Regions from separate parts of the Danio rerio genome. Here region 2 is linked to region 1. Evidence: chromatin contacts called from public Micro-C data. All regions are on one chromosome and are shown on one strand. The core of a region is the stretch at or near the end of the contact, and the rest is flanking DNA. Distances in the headings are between cores, read along the strand shown. Region 1 overlaps cyp2n13 (cytochrome P450, family 2, subfamily N, polypeptide 13). Region 2 holds the start of cyp2p7 (cytochrome P450, family 2, subfamily P, polypeptide 7).

The links. Hi-C and Micro-C count contacts between places; a contact is called where the count stands out from the background.
Region 2: a contact with region 1 is called in a Micro-C map of caudal fin, with 13 times the contacts expected there. The contact joins the promoter of cyp2p7 here to the enhancer-like site in region 1. A contact is called at or near these places in 3 of 18 Hi-C or Micro-C datasets (caudal fin, hematopoietic stem cells and an unstated tissue).

Annotation. Positions count from the first base shown.
Region 1 is chr20:28,188,419-28,191,654 of GRCz12tu, reverse strand. It overlaps cyp2n13 (cytochrome P450, family 2, subfamily N, polypeptide 13), which reads left to right. Exons shown (of 9, transcript NM_001007356.1): 9 at 157-517. The coding sequence ends at 332. Among named protein-coding and RNA genes, the nearest start is that of cyp2n13, 8.6 kb to the left of the region's middle. Within about 2 kb of position 1,369, at least 4 of the 62 cell types and tissues checked have an H3K27ac peak or open chromatin away from gene starts, as enhancers often do.
Region 2 is chr20:28,242,992-28,246,433 of GRCz12tu, reverse strand. cyp2p7 (cytochrome P450, family 2, subfamily P, polypeptide 7) reads right to left here and starts at 1,575. Exons shown (of 9, transcript NM_001083049.1): 1 at 1,382-1,575. The coding sequence starts at 1,573. It overlaps cyp2p6 (cytochrome P450, family 2, subfamily P, polypeptide 6), which reads right to left. Exons shown (of 9, transcript NM_200139.1): 9 at 1,921-2,993. The coding sequence ends at 2,818.

The DNA of each region.
Region 1 (3,236 bases), core at 120-2,619:
AATAAATTATAATAATGATTTTTATATAATAATAATAATAAAACAAAAACCTTACTTGCCCCAAATTTCTTCAGTATTCTACATCAGAGACAAACTGAAAATGATTATAGACTTGTTTGCATTAACATCTGCTTGCTCTGTGTCTCTCTTTCACAGGAAAGAGGGTCTGTTTGGGGGAGCAGATCGCCAGAATTGAACTCTTCCTATTTTTTGTCAGTTTGTTCCGCAAATTCAGATTTTCAGCCACAGAGGGAGAGAAACTCAACATGGATGGAGTGATTGGAATAACACGCACTCCACACCCGTTCAAGATCTGTGCAACAGCACGTTGAGACAAATCTGACTATTTTTATTAGGAATTAATGAACAATATTTATAGTCAATTACAGTACATTATATGTATCTAACATGACACTACTGGCAATTTTTATTTCACATTTTGGGCTTTTTGACTTCATAAATTGTTTTTCTTTTCCTGGCTTTATTGAAAATAAACACCTAAAAAAGTGTTTCTTTATTAATTGTTTCTGTGCATATTATTTAAAGCTCTTTTCTCCTAAATAGATTTTTTAGCAGTACTTACAGTATAAAGTAAAACTTCACCACTTTGTTCACATGGGCTTTAAGAAGGATCTTCAGAAGGATATGTTCATTTGGGCTGAATATATACAACATTTAATTCTACAATTATTTTTCTGGGCTGTTAGCAATATTTTCTGAATTATGAAGTGATAAAAAGTGATCCAAACTGTTGTAAGTCCTACACCGTTGATCTGATTTGGATGTAAATATCCTTAAATTAATGCTGACAGTCTGCAGTTAAAGCACATCTTGTTTGTTTCATTTCAAATCCATTGTGTTGGTGTATAGAGATAAAACTGACTGTGTCGATGTCCCAATATTTAAAGACCTAACTGTATGTCAAAACAAGAATTTAAACCCCATTTTTAGATTTTTGTACTAAAAATACATGCAAACTAGCAGATCTTTTATAAAATAATGCCTCACTTGCATATTTAGAGATTTTAGAAAACATCTAATACATAAATATGTGAAATTCTTAATGCAATTGAGTAAGTATGGTGACAAATATCAACATGTTTTTTACCATATTCACCTGCTGTGTCTTGCCTTAATATATCACTTTATAATCTCTGAAAAGCAATTCATTAGAGCTTACGCTGTAGTTTTTGTTTGTTGAATGGGTGTGAGAGAAATCGGATTTAGCTATAACATAAATCAAATCTGCAAAACATGCTTAGTAATAGTGGATCTGCAAAAACAGAGTTAAAAAAGAGAGAAAAGGTCATTGTGTCAAGATACGCTTTGCAGAATGATCAACCTGTTGGCACTGATCACAGACATTGGGTTCAAGGGATGAAGTTCAAGTTAGTGAAAACTGCAGATAATACAAACATGAGATGGCAAACATAGCAAGGTTTTATCCTAACAATAAATCATGTTGAAATCCATATTCTTATTTCACAATATGTTTGTGTTGTACTCTTTGGACTCTCAAGGTTGAGATCCACTATAAATACACACATCAGATAATGTGTGTGTGTTTGTTGGTAAACATAATATAAACGAATGTCAAGACTTTATCAGTATCATAATTTATAATCTGTACCGCATGTCTTTGGACTGTGGAGGAAACCGAAGCACCCAGAGGAAACTTGTGTGAACACGAGGAGAACATGCAAACTCCACACAGAAATGTCAACTGACCCAGCCAGGGGGTTTGAACCAGCGACCTTCTTGCTGTAAAGCGATCATGCTACCCACTGCACCCACTCCACTAATCTGGGACACTTTTTGCAATTTTAACTTCCGCTCTCTATTTCAGGGTCTATCTAACCAATTAGAACAACATATTAGACTTTTCTGAACAAATATTTGGGCTGAAATGTGATTTATACATGCCATATATATTTTTAAATTCTACACACACACACACACAAAGTATAACAATAAATTCATAACTGTACTATATAATATATTAAAATAATTTCCTATCCAAAATAGGCGATGCATTATACCATATTATTTGTTGTTTTCATAAAGTCTATTGAACTAATTAGATCTGACCCCTAAAGTACAATTTTTGTACTACCAGTTTTACAAAGCAGGACTGAGGACAAAAATGGCAAAATGTGTATTTCAGTCGCCATCTAGAGGTAAGACGTTTAGACTGCAACCTTTTAGATTAAAATGAGATATATCTAGCTGCAGACCCACACATTTTAGGACAAACAATCTAGGCCACATGGCGACACAGTGATGCGGTAGGTTGTGCTGTCGCCTCAAAGCAAGAAGGTCGCTGGTTCGAGCCTCGGCTGGATCAGTTGGCATTTCCGTGTGGGGGTTGCATGTTCTCTCTGCGTTCGTGTGGGTTTTCTCCAGGTGCTCTGGTTTCCCCCACAGTCCAAACACGGTCCGTAGTGTATGGGTGTGTGTGTTTGGATGAGTGGATGTTTCCCAGAGATGGGTTTGGCTGGAAGGGCATCCGCTGCGTAAAAACAAGGTGGATAAGTTGACGGCTTTCTGCTTTGGCGACCCCGGATTAATAAAGGAACAATGCCGAAAAGAAAAATGAATGAATGAATGAATCCAGACCACACGATCTAGGCAAGGGCGAATCATATAGGGGAATTACCAACCTAGCCTACGTCACACAGGTTCAACCGTGCATTCGGGTTGCAAAAAAAAGACCTGTTGCAATAACAAACATGCCGTGTTGTGCAGTAGGAAGCCAAAATCAAGTCCAAAAATAGAAAACTTAAATTTTATCGTACAACACACTGCTTTTAATGCCAACCGCAGACTTCAGATGGCTCTTCTTAGCAGCCATTAGAAGAGCTGAATAAAGTGATGACCTAATTAAAAATGCTAGACTCTGCAGTTCTCATTTCAGGTAAGTTCACACTATGCTGAATTATACACATTACTTGTTTTTAATACAGCAATGATTTTAGCAAAAACAGTAAAATATAGTTAAAATGCAGACACTGAATGCTCAGAATGAAATGTAAAAATGTATGTTCACATACCCTGCTGTACAGATGCTATTCACTGTCAGAATGCAGAATTGCTTGTTGATGATTACCCAGGCCTTGTACAGTTCCGTCTTCTTTCCTTATCTTTAGCTAGGGAGAACCTCAGTTTTTAGCACTACATAGTTTTGAATCTGGTAATCATGGAACATTATTTCTTGCACATGACCACAGAGAACAACA
Region 2 (3,442 bases), core at 326-2,825, 55 kb before region 1:
TAGCAATATTATTTAAACATAATGCAATATAAAATATATATTAAACCCCAGTGTTGTTTTTGGATTTCCACCTGGATTTTGCCTTCCCAAATTTAAAAGCTTTCCAAATCCACATGCAGAGGTGTAAATGCAAAAATTTGGTATCATTTAAAGAAAACCCTTTGAACTTTCATAAAACACTATTGAAAGTGTTTAAAATATCTGTATATGTCGTCTGTGTTATAATAAACACCTAAAAAAAGAGGCGCTTTTTGTATTTTTTATAAACTCAAATTTGAAAGTGTACCTTTTAGGTTCTGTGTGGTCTAGGTTGCTGTAATTAATTTTGGTGGTTCCTGCACATGTCTGTAATCATAGGGGGGAAAAATAGTCTCCACCATTATCTATGCAAAAGTTATTGTATTCTAACTGATGAGAGGTGCTATACAGGCCACAGGGATCGATCATTGTCTTCATATTTCACTATTCTTACATTTGATCAAACTTAATTCACTGTGTTTGGACCACATCAGACATATAAAGGACTACTTATGCACATCACCTCAAAAACAGAGGAGAAATGGCCCTGAAGCACACAGCATAAGGTAAGAGATGACAGCTGTCTGTGCTATCTGGGGCTGCTTATTGATCATAAATGTATTGTTTTCACTTCTGCGCCATGGAAACACCACAATTCATTTGGCAAGTGTTTGATATGTGAATATAATTCAGTAAAAAGAAAGCTAGAACTGTATGAGCACCGGCAAGAGCTTATATTTGAGCTATAACTTGTACAGCTGTCATATGAACCATATGAAAAATATGAAAACAAACCAATGTTCAATACCCAGCTTGGGTTTCCAAAATACTGTGTATTTAAGTGTAAATAACTTTTGTACAGTCGAATAAAAACCAAAATGATCCATAGCCTATGTGCATAAAATATCTTCTACACTTAAACGAAAACACTTAGGGGTCTGGTGCAATGCTAGCCCTTTAAATCTTAAAGCGAAAGTCGCGGAGTTAAAGTGGATATAGGTATAATTTATAAAGTGCAATTAGAGAAAAACTATGGGTAATATTTACAGATAGATGTACTATAAACATTATACACAGATTGAATTAAATAACAGAGATTTTGTGTGTGCGAGCGCGATGTTGTTCATGCTAAATGTGCTTCTAGTAATAATTGGTCTGACCAGCTAAAACATGCCCAAAACACCTTTCAACTAACAGTAAACCATTTGTCTTTTAAATAATCGTAATTTTGACCTCTTCGCGCTCTTTAGCTGTAAATTATCCAGACTTCCAACCCTCAACAATTAAAAGTCAGCTACTGTAGTTTAACTACAAATACAATATATAACTTACGCGTTTAAAGTAAAGATGTATAACAATTTACCTTTAAAAACTGAAGATGAACCTTCTTGTGCTCGATATGATGAATGTGTCCAATAAACGGCAAAGACCAGGGTCCAGGAGGAAAGTTTTTCGGCGATTTATTTCTGATATAATCACTCAAAAATAAAAACACAACTAAAAATACCAAAACAGTCTTGATGTCAAGCCACTTGTAGAACTGCAACACGTCCATGATGAACTTCAGTCAGGTTTACGATCTGTACAGCGCTTTAACTCGAAAGGACTCCTTTCCTTGGACTGTTTTGCAATGCAGTTGTGGCACAGTTCCAGATTTAAGGTTATGTAATCAGTGCTTTAAGACACTCTACATGACCTTATATTTGACAAGCATACAGTATACGTCACTGAGTCACAAAGTTAAATGCATAACTGTAAGGCTTGAGGCTTACGCTGCTATATTGAAACAATATCGGAAAGAAAGCAGTTGAAGGTTTAAGTCCATTATTTATCTGACTCCATTGTAATTAATCTGACTCCATTAAAGTTGTTTTCATCATTGATAAGGAGAAAGAATCTCTATGTCTTAAAGCAGGCAAAGTTGTTTATCAAGTTACATTTAAATATACAGACAGTAGAATAAAACAAACTAACATACTGTATAATGAAATTAGCTGTAAAGTAAGCACTGCTGTGTAACAAAGACAGTGAAACTGCCTTTGTTAGCATATGAGGCTACGCACTGGTGTGGGGGAGAAGCAGATAAAAGCCATTCTCCCAGATCAACCCTTTCCTTATTATACTGAGCAAAGCATTGTCAAAAATAAGTGAATACCAACCCCCAAAACCAGCTGAACATGAGAGCAAAGTTGAGGAGATAAAGTGGGGGAGAAGAACATTAACATTCTTTCCTCAGGCCATGACTCAACAATAGTTATTATATTGTATATTAAAATACAATCAATCAATGTCTCTGTTGATTTCATCACTACAAAGCTGAAGTCCTAAACTGTCAAATGACACCAAACATGACAAAGTTATATGAAGGAAGATTACGGGCAGATGAATTGTGTATGGTGAAAAGCACATGGTTACTGTAAGCAAATGGCAGAGATGTGTATCGGAGCTGTGAGGAATTCTGCCACATCAGGAGGACCCATCCCATGCTTGGAATGTCTCAGTTGTCCTTCATTAGCATAGAAGGAATAGTATATAATATTTTCTCAGCTTACAATAACCTAATACATCTGCTTCAATACTGTGAAGACCTCATGGGTGCAGCATGAGAGACATTTATCAAGCATTTAAGCTATTTTATGCATCATGACCACACAAAAAAATAGTTTACACAGCACAAGTTTTTTAGACGCTAGCTCAAACTTAATTATATATCACTATCCAAAGCAAGCGAATGGTAATGCATTTTCCAAAACAATCAAATCCGTAAATATACAGAATCAGTCACAAGTACTGTCTGTCTTATCGAGATACAGCACACAATTTGAATGGTTTAGGAGCACGAGTTGTTCCCAGTTTGTAATTGAAGCTGGGCTCCACACCTGCTGGTGAAGAGAAAGTGAAATGCTGCAGCAGAGAGGTGAAAAAGAGGAAGAGCTCCATCCTCGCCAACTGCTCCCCAAGACACACTCTCTTTCCTGAAAATAGAAACAGAATGAACTTGTATGTGACTTGCACTTCTGCAAAGTAAACACCTCTATGTAAATAGCTGCATTACAATATGCTTATGTGCTAATTTACCATGGAAGCTCATACTCCTAAAGTTGAGTGATTCAAATATTTGACATGCGGGAAGTGAATTTATTTAAGTGCTTTTGAGTTCATTTGCTGGATGAAAGCCTACTTTTACAAGATAATTCAAACATTTTTTCAAACATAAATTCTCAGGGTGGGCAGCACAGTGGCGCAGTGGGTAGCACAATCGCCTCACAACAAGAAAGTTGCTGGTTCGAGCTGGGTTAGTTGGCATTTCTGTGTGGAGTTTGCATGTTCTACCTGTGTTGGCATGACTTTTCTCCGGGTGCTCTGGCTTCCCCCACAATCCAAGGACATGCGCTATAGGTGAATTAGGTAAGCTAAAATGTTT